Regions from separate parts of the Tachysurus fulvidraco genome. Here region 2 is linked to region 1. A link is a contact called in public Hi-C data. All regions are on one chromosome and are shown on one strand. The core of a region is the stretch at or near the end of the contact, and the rest is flanking DNA. Distances in the headings are between cores, read along the strand shown. Region 1 holds the start of LOC113646071. Region 2 holds the start of LOC113645978.

Evidence for each region. A called contact is a pair of places that touch in the nucleus more often than the background predicts.
Region 2: a contact with region 1 is called in a Hi-C map of blood, with 11 times the contacts expected there. The contact joins the promoter of LOC113645978 here to the promoter of LOC113646071 in region 1. A contact is called at or near these places in 2 of 4 Hi-C or Micro-C datasets (blood and muscle).

The regions. Positions count from the first base shown.
Region 1 is chr17:2,939,245-2,945,693 of HZAU_PFXX_2.0, forward strand. LOC113646071 reads left to right here and starts at 4,704. Exons shown (of 5, transcript XM_047802169.1): 1 at 4,704-4,788; 2 at 4,991-5,368. The coding sequence starts at 4,746. LOC113646068 reads left to right here. Exons shown (of 6, transcript XM_047802162.1): 2 at 1-370; 3 at 590-706. It overlaps LOC125139161 (a long non-coding RNA gene), which reads left to right and starts at 5,735. Exons shown (of 2, transcript XR_007138255.1): 1 at 5,735-5,967; 2 at 6,194-6,330.
Region 2 is chr17:3,112,456-3,118,436 of HZAU_PFXX_2.0, forward strand. LOC113645978 reads right to left here and starts at 2,961. Exons shown (of 6, transcript XM_047802170.1): 1 at 1,666-2,961; 2 at 675-1,049; 3 at 431-541; 4 at 268-357; 5 at 132-169. The coding sequence starts at 1,711. LOC113645963 reads right to left here. Exons shown (of 6, transcript XM_027151938.2): 5 at 5,272-5,315; 6 at 4,358-5,088. The coding sequence ends at 4,972.

The DNA.
Region 1 (6,449 bases), core at 3,454-5,953:
AGACACTGGGTTACTGCACAATCTGTCGCAAAGCCAGCAGTTTATCAGCCTGATAATGAGCTCAGTGTGAATATCGGAGACGCGGCGACTCTACAGTGTTATATGTTATACAACACATTCAATGCGGTGGCCTGGTTTAAGCAACCAAACAGAAAAAAAACACAGATTATAGTTAAATCCTTAAAGTCTTCTGTAGAAACTTTCCAGTTTTTCACTGGATTCCAAAAGTCTCGGTTTTGCGTAGAAAGATCGTCAAACTGCTTCAATATGACTATTTTAAACACCACTCAGTCAGATGAAGCCATGTACTACTGTGCAGTGTTGAGACCTGATCGTGTGGTTGGAGATGGAACTTATTTAAGTATCAAAGGTAGGATTTCCACTAAAACTGACTGAGTTTGATTGTGATAACGTGTAATGTTGTGATATTTTGCATTATTACCATTAATAATGTTCAACCTGGAAGATAGATAATGCTATTTATGACATATTACATAAAATGCTTTACATTTTTAAAATGAATTTTGCTTTAATTTTTAAGAATGATGTCACAGACGTTTACTAACTGAATCCTGATCAATGTCTATAGGTGATCATGTTACTATTGCATCAGAAACATCTAAAGCAGCTCTGTGTAATAATTCAGTGGTGTATGAACCAACACCGCATGGAAACAACACTAACACCAACACACAACACAACACAGGTGAGATGTCAGTGTTTTGTACTAATCTAAATATAATGTGGTGAAAAAACAGAATCAGAAATGATCAGATCTTTACATCGGACAGTGATCTATTTGGGATCGGCTTTGGGTTTGTGCGCACTTCTGATTTTCTATCTCACTTATTTCATACTGAGGAGAAGAAAATGTGATAAAAGTAAGTGTTTTTGTCATCAGATTATAAATACATCAGTGAAGTTTTGTTAAAATGACTAAATATGCATATTTCTATATTAATAGTGAAGACTTCTAGAGAAGATTCTTCAGGAAAGAAGCAGGTAAAAAATATATAGTATCTATTTTATACTATTGTACACTCTATGTCAATGTCTTTTATAATTAAATCAAATAATTAAATAAACAAACAAATTATATTTCTATAGCACTTTTAACACTAAACATTGTTGCAAAGAAGCTTTGTGTGAATAAAACAATTCATAATAAAAGTTATTTACTTTATCATTTAAAGTTGTCATAATAAAATAACTTTTTTTTGTTTTGTTTTCTTTTTTTTAATTCCATTTCAGATTCCAGAATCTGAAGCAAAAACGGTGATTTACGCAGATGTACAGTTCAACAAAATGAAAAGAAAAGCTGAAAAATGAAAACCTGACTTTGTCAAAACATTGTGTACTCTAGTGTGAAATAAAACTTTTTTTCTGTATTAATGATCACATGTTAAATCACTTGTGTGCTTAATTTCTACTTAATTAAGCTTAATTAAATAATAATAATATTTATTATTATTATTATTATTATTATTATTATTATTATTATTATTATTATTATTATTATTTTGTGTATAGATTTTTTTTATTAAAATCTTGGGTTGTGTCCGATCGTCTATATTTATAACAATAATTAAGTGGTTTACAAGATAGTAGGGATATAAAAACTCGGAATAAGTGAGATGGTTTATTAAAGTTTACACATTAGCACTTAGCACAAACAAAAGCAAAAAATTAATATCAAGCAAAAATCAATAAACAAGTTTTTTATTTTATTTTGCATATTTGTGTAAAAAAGGGTAATGAGACTCTAAAGTTTGTTAAAAGTGAGCACATGTCTGTAGTGATGCCTTTACTGTAAGACTTTAAGTGACAGTAAAAAAAAGTCACAAGCATTTTTCAGATCGTTTGATTTCAGAAGTTCATTGTTTTTAATTTATTGAATTTTGTTCATAGTTTACTCAAAAACTTTCTAAATTTATCTAAAATAATTGTGCACAAAGCTGTTAGATCAGTTAGATCAGTTAGATCGCTTAACCTCAAGAGCAGGAAATGAAACGTTTGTCCCTACACCACATGTTCACTTTCATTTTTCTCACTCATTATCATCAGGTCATTTTTACACATTTTCCCTTTGTAAGTGTACAATAACTGACTGTTTTACAAAGCTGAAATTAGTTCTGAAATGAATCTTTATAACCATGTGAACAATTTAAGTCATAACGCCTCACTACGTGGCCTTGAAAATGTTCAATGTGCATAAACAGTGTGCTGCGAGTACAAGTGTGTAGGTGTTTTGACACACAGACACCACATGAAGACAATGTTTGTTGGCCGTGATGAATTTTATGTGTTGAAAAGAAGAGAAGTGTAATTCAGCTCAACTGCATCACCATCCTGTGGAAACAAACATAAAAAACGTCTTCTATTACCTAAATCATGAGAACAAAAATGACAGATTTGCTTAAATAATAAGATCATGTAGGTACAATTTAAGATTAATTACCAGTGTAATGGCTTTGTCTACCACAGAATCTACACTGAATCTAATCTGGCCAGAATGTACACTGGACAAACTGGATCAGGTTATAGAGTGAGTAACACCTCATACAGATCTGGGAGTGGGATGAGTGGAAGATGGCGTTCACTACAACCAATGGGCACTATTTACATTTCCATACAAATTTATGGCATTTGACAGCCGCCATTATCCAGAGCGACGTAAAAAAGTTTGTAAAACAGAGAAAATAAGTGCAAGTTTAAGTGTTTCTGGAAGAGGTGGACCATCAATAGTCATTTGAAGACAGTCAGTGACTCGGGTTTTTGGACATCTAGGGGAAGCTCATCCTCGGTGCCAGGACAGAGAAGAGTCTTGCTGTATATCTACCTCTTAACCTGAGAGATTGTGCGACTGGACTGGCAGTGATGGTAGATCTGTGGGTGCGAGGTGAAGTGCGAGCGGTCATAAGAGCTTTGAGGTAAGAGAAGACGTATTGCATTTATAGGTAAACTTGCCAGCAGTGAGACGCAGTAGTTCAGTCTTGAAATTACAAGAGACTGAAAAAGTGCCTGAGCAGCCTGTGTGGACAAAAATGGCAGAATCCTTATGATGTTTTAGAGAAGAAACCGGAATGAGTGACATTAGCAACACATTAGCAATATGGGACAAAAACGAGAGTTTATTGTCCCCAAGGTTGCAAGGTCATACCCCAAGGTCGCAAACATTCTCTAAAAGGAAGATCAAAGAGTTGTGCAGGGATATTGCAAGATCCTGATCTGAGGATGAATCATCTGGGATACCAGCAGCTCAGTTATCTAGGATTGAGTTTCAGCTAATGAGTCATAATTGTTGACAATATGTTTGCTAGATATGTAGAGATCCGAGCAAAAGCTGTGGTATCCGAGGAGGGAAGGAGAACAGAAGTTGAGTGTCATCTTTAGAGCAGTGGTAAGAGAAGCAACGTGAGGATATAACTTTGCCAAGAGAGTGAGTATATAAGGAGAAAAGGAAAGGACCGTGTACTGAGCCCTGGGGGACACCAGTTTAGAGTCTGTATGGAGCAGATATCACTCCCCTGCATCTTACCAGAAATGAGCGACCATCCAGGTAGGAAGCAAACCATTCTCATGCTGCTCCATAAATTAAAGACTACTGAGGGTGAACGAGAGTCTTGAATACTTGTAAACCTCGATAAATACCTGGTAATGCTGTAGGGTTTGAGAACTGCATCAAACCCTACAGGCAAAAGATATTTGACTTCCCTCACCTGCCTTTCCACAAAAAACAGAAACAAAAACCCATCCCCAACAAATATGGCAGTCACACCCATACTACCAGTGACATATTTACAGTATCAATATGAGGCAGGTAAGGTTCAGAACCAGGGTAACAATATCACAAATGAAATACTCCACAAAAGGTCCACATGATATCTTGGTGGAGATGGAGGGTGGTAGACTCCCAGGATGTCTCATGATTTGGCCCGTTAAAGGTTTAACATAGAAATGTACATGTCCAAAGCTAATAATGTGGTGTTTTGTGAACAACACATTAAAAAGAATTTAAGATTTGTTGCAGTTTTAATGTATTCATTTCTAATGAAGAGCTGAATGAAGGCCTACAGATGATATCAGATGAACTCATAGGTGTCTACACAAGCAAGATAATGAGTCTACCAAAGCAGCTTGCAGATCTTTTCAGAGATTAAATAAAAATAAAGAAGAGTTCAAATCCCAGGACCACCAACCTACTGTACTGCTGCTGGGCCCCTGAGCAAGGCCCTTAACCCTCAATTTCTCAGTTGTATAAATGAGATAAATGTGAGTTTCTCTGTAAACAATGATGTAAATGCTGTAATTTGAATGCTGCAGTCAGGCCATCAATAATAAAACAATACACATATTAAAATGCTTAAATTTTAATCTCCCATTGGCCCAGAGGATAGTTAACCTGCTGGGAAGATTTTATTCACATCAAATTAAAAATAGCAATTAAATAAACAGTGAGCTGTTCGTGTAGGCGCATGTGAGCATGGGAGTAAACCACATTTTCCGTTCTAACATGCTATTTGTGTTGTGGTGCAAAACTCAAATAAATTGTGGTGTTGTAGGTAGATCAGAATATCACGCAAGTGTTCATCATGTCTTTTTTTAACAACCAATCACAATCCAATCATGTTCTCTGGGGCGTGTTTAGAACTGGTCGTCTGTATTATAAAATTACAGTCAAACCAGGCATCGAAGAGCTTTATATTCTGTCGGTAAATGAGATACAAACACTGTAGAAATTCAAAATGCTTGGTTTCTGGACATTACTTTTGATCTTCAGCACTATATGTAAGTAATTTGTTCAAACTTCATTTATTTTCATCTTAAATATAGCTTAAATATTTTTAATTACCAAAAAGTATTTTTTTTTATTTGTTTGTTTTGTTTTTACTTTACATTTTTATTTGTTTAAAGTTACGTTTAATACTCCAATATGTTTAATTATATCACAATTACATTATTAACCTATTGATGTGTTTCTTTTTTCTAGATACAGTCCATCCTGGTACACACTGGGTTACTGCACAATCTCCCACAGATCCACCAGTTTATCAGCCTGATGAAAAAGTCAGCGTGAACATCGGAGACTCAGCGACTCTACAGTGTTGTGTTTTTGAAAAATTCAGAATGATCGCTTGGTTTAAGCAACCAACAAGAAAAAAACCACGGATTATCTTTAAGTTCTTTGCAACTTCAGGAGAAACATTTTACAATGGATTCAAAGAGTCTCGTTTCCGATTAGAAAGATCTTCAAACTGCTTCAATATGACTATTTTAAATACCACTCAGTCTGATGAAGCCATGTACTACTGTGCAGTGACTACACCTAACCTTGTGTTTGGAGATGGAACTTATTTACAAATTAAAGGTAGGATTCTGAGTTGATTCTGAATGTTTAAGCTCCTGGTTTAATGTAGTGATATTTTCCTGATAACTGTTAACATGTTCAACCTGGAAGATAAATAATAGTGAAGTAGTGAAATGTTAACTGTGTTTTCTTCAACAACACTGAGTTACAGACTTTTACTAAGTGAATCCTGATCAATGTTTATAGGTGATCATGTTACTATTGCATCAGAAACATCTAAAGCAGCTCTGTGTGATCATTCAGTGGTGTGTGAACCAACACTGCATGGAAACAACACTAACACCAACACACAACACAATACAGGTGAGATGTCAGTGTTTTGTACAAATCTAAATATAATGTGGTGAAATAACAGAATCAGAAATGATCAGATCTCTACATCGGACAGTGATCGGTTTGGGATCGGCTTTGGGTTTGTGCGCACTTCTGATTTTCTGTCTCACTTATTTCATACTGAGGAGAAGAAAAGGTGATAAAAGTAAGTGTTTTTGTCATCAGATTATAAATACATCAGTGAAGTTTTGATAAAATGACTAAATAAGCATTTTTCTATATTAATAGTGAAGACTTCTAGAGAAGATTCTTCAGGAACGAAGCAGGTAAAAAAAATATAGTATCTATTTTATACTATTGTACACTCTATGTCAATGTCTTCAATAATTCAGCAAATAATAAAAAAAAAATCAATCAAATTATATTTCTATAGCACTTTTAACACTAAACATTGTTGCAAAGAAGCTTTGCGTGAATAAAACAATTCATAATAAAAGTTTTTAAATAATTTTATATTACTTGATTTGTTTGTTTGTTTAAATTTCATTTCAGATTCAGGAATCTGAAGCAACAACGGTGATTTACGCAGATGTACAGTTCAACAAGATGAAAAGAAAAGCTGAAAAAAGAAAACCTGACTTAGCGGAGCATTGTGTGTACTCTACTGTGAAATAAAACTTTTTTCTGTATTAATGATCACATTTTAAATCACTTGTGTGCTTAATTTCTACTTAACAAAATAACAATGATTATAAGATTGGACCTGAATTGAACTTATTATTATTATTATTAGTAGTAGTAGTAGTAG
Region 2 (5,981 bases), core at 1,711-4,210, 170 kb after region 1:
AACACCTATGTGTAGGAAAACTCCTGTATGACTAAAACAAACTTTGTTATATCTAGATAAAATCAATCAATGAAACAATTAAACAGGATACGATTATGTAAAATAGATATTATATTTTCTTGCAAACGTACCTGCGTCCTTCCTGAAGGATCTCCTACAGAAGGTTTTGCTATTAATATTGAAACATTTTTTATACTTATTTAGTCATTTTAACATTTTAATTCATCTGAATTGATGTAATTATTATCTGGCAACAAAAACACTTACTTTTATCGAGTTTTCTTCTCCTCAGTATGAAATAAGCTAGACAGAAAATTAGAACTGCGCACAAACCCAAAGTCGATCCCAAACCGATCACTGTCAAATAGAAACTAACATTATTCATTAAGAATTTAAGATAAATTAATGAAAAATTAATTATACGTCTTACCTGTGTCGTGTCGTGTGTCCTTGTTAGTGTTGTTTTCTTGCGGTGTTGGTTCACACTCCACTGAATGATCACACAGAGCTGCTTTAGATGTTTCAGCGTTAACACGCTCACCTAGAAATGTTTATCACGACACGTCACTAAAAACTAAACCTGAATATCGTTGAAGAATGTTGAGAATGTCGATGAAGAATAAAACGTTACAGCATTTAATCAGTCCCATCATTCGTTTCAGTAGAAATCCTACCTTTCATTTGTAAACGAGTTCCATCAGTAGACACGAGCGCACAGTAATATGTGGCTTCATCACACAGGGTGGTGTTTAAAATGGTCAAATTGAAGCAGTTTGATAATTTTTTCATTTGAAAACGAGAATTTTGGAATTCTTTGTAAAACTTTTCTCTGGCAGTGTTAAAGAATCTGAAGATAACCTGAGGCTGTTTTTCGTTTTGTTGCTTAAACCAGATAATTTCTCCATTTTCTGTTCCTATTCCTAAAAGACAACACTGTAGAGTAGCCGTGTCTCCGATATTCACACTGAGCTTTGCATCATGCTGATAAACGTTTGGCCCTTTGGAGGATTGTGCTTTTGGAGGGTTAACCAAATGTGTACCAGGTTGGACTGTATCTAGAAAAACAAATGCAAAAATTAGGTAAAGAAAACAATTCAAATAATATTAATCAAAAACAATTTAAAAGTTATAGCACTTTTACTTTTAAATAAATTGCACACCAAATACTTTTTTATGAACCTAATCAAACTACTCAAATTCAAGCCTGATCATTTACATTTGTACGATAATAATTTGCCTAATTTTTGAAGCTAGAAATTTTTTAATTCCTTTATTTTATAAGTATTCGCTCCATATTATTGTAGACCGTTTTGCTTTCATTTTACTGAGTTCGGATCAAACTCATCAAAATGAATTTAAGTGATTAATCAATGCATTTAATAATGATACGAATATATTTATAAGATGTTTCATAACGTTTGGTTGTAAAAGTCACCCGATATAACCTACAAAAAAAAAAAAGTCTAGTGCCTTTAAAAAAAATAATATTAGAGCTGCTAAAAATGTAAACTCTATAGATTAAAATAAATAAATAAATAAGTAAATAAATAAATAAATAAATAAATAAATAATTGAATAAAGAACATATTAAATAAAAATACATTAAAAAAAATCTAACAGAATGTAAATAAATAAAATATGATGAAAATTGTAGATGTTACTTACACATGGTGTTGAAGATCAGTACAAAAACCCAGAAACCAGAAAGCATTTTTTTTTATATTATATAGAAATACTACAGTGTCTGTATCTCATTTCTCATCAGAGTAGAAATGCCCTTCAAGCGCGGTTTGAACTGATATGTACACTAAAGGCGGTCTGTACTGATCCCACCCCAGAATGAGCTTGGCTCTAAAAATAAATGATGTATTAAACAAGCACACAATTGTCTCCTACACCTACACCAACCCCCATAATTTCCTGCATTTGTCTTGGGGTGTGAAACAGAAAGATATATCAAAAAGGCCAGAATGGAAAATGTGGTTTGATTAAAATGTGGTTTAAAGTCTTTTCCTATTGTATATCTCAATGCAGCTGCTATTTTAATCTGAATTAAATCTTCTGTAAAGAGAAATAAACATTTGGGCCAACAAAGTGTGTAATGTATTTGAGTATCAGGATTTGACATGGCCGTTGATTATTGTAGGACCTGACAGTAAAGTGCACCAAGAAGAAGCATGAGATACTTTAATAACAATAAGAGCTGGTGTTTGGGAGATGAATTGTGGAATGTGCTAGCTAAGTGGTTAAGGTGTTGGACTACTGATTGGAAGGTCATGGGTTCGAACCCCAGGTCCACAAAGCTGCCACTGCTGGGCCCCTGAGCAAGGCCCTTAACCCTCTCAGTTGTAAGTCACCCTGAATAAGGGTGTCTGATAAATGCTGTAAATGTATTAAGGGTATTACCTTCACAAACTCATCTCTTTATTTGTGTCTTTTTTCTCCCAAAGGTCACAGGGGTCATTATAGGGGTCACTTATTCTTGCTTGTTTGTTTCTCATTTCTAAACTCTATATATTGCATTTGGAGCTTTTGGGTTGATCGTTCTCACATGTCGTCCCTACACTGTTACAACCATTCATCCACTGCTGGAACTTGAACCTCATCACAGGCCAGGATTCATGGAAACAGAGGTAGATAGAACTCCATATAACATTAAAAAGGACATGAGGTCTGATAAACTCTAGAAAAACATACACTAATCCCATGTATGAGCTCCTACATAATCTAAAGAGATGCCACTTGTATTCTATGTTCGGTCTCTCCACCTGCCCATTGGGTTTGACACTTACACTGCTGCATAAAGACCTTCAAAGTTATGAACTGATGTAGGTACCAGGATCCAAGAGCATGTCTTCTGGAAGACCAAACTGACACAATATGTGGTGGAACACAACCTCATTAATATGATCTACCACCACCATAATGATGGGGTTTACTAATAACGCTGAAAGATCAGTGATGAAATCCAATGTTACGTATCCCAGGGTCATTGTACACCCCCACCCCCCCCCCCCCCCCCCAAAAAAAAAAAATCAGTCAAGCATGACTACAGCATGTAAAGTAACTTCATCCTAACAATTTGAGAGGACATGCTACACTGTTGGCAGCCAGCAGAGGGCACCAGAGGTGCTCAATCTCAGCATAGAACCCAGTTTCCCGGAATCCTCCACCTGCCAGGTAGGATATTTATACCCAGTTTATGGCACTGCACTTTGTCACACCTTTGTAGAGGTGAGCACTCAATGGCTCGGTTGTATTAAAAAAAAAAAGAGGGATAACATTTAGGTTGCCTTGAATAAGGGTGTCTACAAAATGCTGTAAATATATAGTAAGGTAGGAGTTTGTAATATACCTACATGTATTTATCTAAGATAATAGAAGAAACTGAAAGAGGGGGATAAAAAGTATGAACGGATATTTGAGAATTCAATACAAGATATGACAACATTGAAAATTAACGACTAAGATTATTTAGATTAAAGCCTAAAATCCTCTTTTAAGATCTTAATTGGCCCAAGAAGATTCCTTTGTTCATCTCAAAAGACACTGTGAAAAAAACCTAACTCTTTACACTAAACAGGAGAAAAAAGAACCCATTCCTAAAGAAAAGGGCAGCCACACACACACACACACACACAACACACACACACACACTGTGCCAGTGAACAGTATGTACAGTGATCAATATATACAAAGAGTAAACACACAGTGGGGGGGGCACGGTGGCTTAGTGGTTAGCACGTTCACCTCACACCTCCAAGGTTGAGGTTCGATTTCCGCCTCCGCCTCCGGTTTCCTCGCCCGGTCCAAAGACATGCATGGTAGGTTGATTGGCATCTCTGGAAAATTCTCTGTAGTGTGTGAGTGAATGAGTGTGTGTGTGTGTGTGTGTGTGTGTGTGTGTGTGTGTGTGTGTGTGTGTGTGTGTGTGTGTGTGTGTGTGTGTGTGCCCTGTGATGGGTTGGCACTCCATCCAGGGTGTATCCTGCCTCGATGCCCGATGACGCCTGAGATAGGCCCAGGCTCCCCGTGACCCTAGAAGTTCGGATCAGCGGTAGAAAACGAGTGAATGAATGAATAAACATACAGTGAAAAAAAAAAGTTCAAAGGGGAACCCAAGCTCAGAGTCGAGGAAACAGAACCGAAACCTTCACACTACTACAAACAGACCACTTCTACCACCTCCCACCTTGCTTCCCTTCTTCCTCTTTAAATAAGAGACTAGTGATGATGTCATAGAGGTGGAGGCGGGAACAGGGCAAGTCGAAGATGAGCAACTCCACACAGACAGTAAGACAAGTTCAGGATTAAACCAGAACCTTGGAGCTGTGATGTAGCAGAGCACAAAATAATGGAGCTTTTCTGTATTTAATTACAGAGCAGTTGCTCTTAAATCTTCAGAAGCAAAGTGTACATGAGAGAACAGGGAAACGATTCGATTACTGAAATAAACTCGATCCGGAATGGATCAGCCAAAATGAACGGCACCCTCATCAAAACTGAATCATGTGAAGATTTATAAACAGTTACAAAAAATAGGCAGAAATAATTAAAAGTTGCTCATTTTTTCATTCGGTTCAAACCACATTAAAATAAAATATGAAATTAAATCACTTTTAAAACTCTTCACACATGGCATTGTGGTGATTTTCCCGTATCTTCGTGTTTATTTATTGGGATCCTTAAAGTTCCTGGTTTTCTGAGATCTTATTGAATGTATGAGACACAAAGGTTTTGCTGCATGATGATGATGATCCCGTCGTAGGTCATATTACATTCTGATTCTTCTCACCTCAACATCTTGGCACAGGTAACGAGTTACAAGAACAGGAGAGTTTCTCATAAATGTTCTTGACATTCTGCCTGTTTCTTTAGTGTCATTTTTGTAGTCCTTCTGAACCTTCTGTAGAGATGTCACCCAGAATGGATTTAGTTAGCTTTATTTAAATTTGAGAACTTCTGAGTTATTTAGTGGCTGAGATTTCTGACTTCAGAGTACAGGATGTTTTCAGGTTCTTCACGCTTTCTCTTCTCGCTTTTGGTCTTCTTATTAAAATGTAGAGTTGTGTAGTCCACGTCATGGCCCTGTGGGAACGAAGGTGAACATGTCCCAGTTTGTTAACGATTGGCACATGCTGTAGTTGGAAAACACTTCAGATCAGGATGTTATAGGAAAATAATCAACATGGGGTAATGGTAACAGTAACTTCATCACACCATCTCTTGACTATTTTCCATAAAAGACAAGATATAAGATATAAGATGTACCAGATCAGTTGCTCTTTCTATCTTGGTACCTTGACGAAGTCTCTCTAAACATAAAAGAGGGGAAAATATTTAGGTATTCTGAATACAGTTTATTATTAGCTGTAGTGATTTAACCTGTGTGTGTGTGTTTGTGTGTGTGTGTGTGTGTGTGTGTGTGTGTGTGTGTGTGTGTGTGTGTGTGTGTGTGTGTGTGTGTGTGTGTGCGTGTGTGTGTGTGCGTGCGTGTGTGTGTGTGCTCGCGCGCGCGTGTGTGTGTGTGTATGCGTGTTCGCGTGTGTGTGTGTGTGTGTGTGTGTGTGTGTGTGTGTGTGTGTGTGTGTGTGTGTGTGTGTGTGTGTGAGTGTGTGTGTATGTGTTCGCGCGTGTGTGTGTGTGTGTATGTGTGTTCGCGTGTGTGTGTGTGCGCGCACGCGCGTGTATATGTGTGTGTGTGTGTGTGTGTGTGTGTGTGTGTGTGTGTGTGTGTGCGTGTGTGTGTGTGCGTGCGTGTGTGTGTGTGCTCGCGCGCGCGTGTGTGTGTGTATGCGTGTTCGCGTGTGTGTGTGTGTGTGTGTGTGTGTGTGTGTGTGTGTGTGTGTGTGTGTGTGTGTGTGTGTGTGTGTGTGTGAGTGTGTGTGTATGTGTTCGCGCGTGTGTGTGTGTGTGTATGTGTGTTCGCGTGTGTGTGTGTGCGCGCACGCGCGTGTATATGTGTGTGTGTGTGTGTGTGT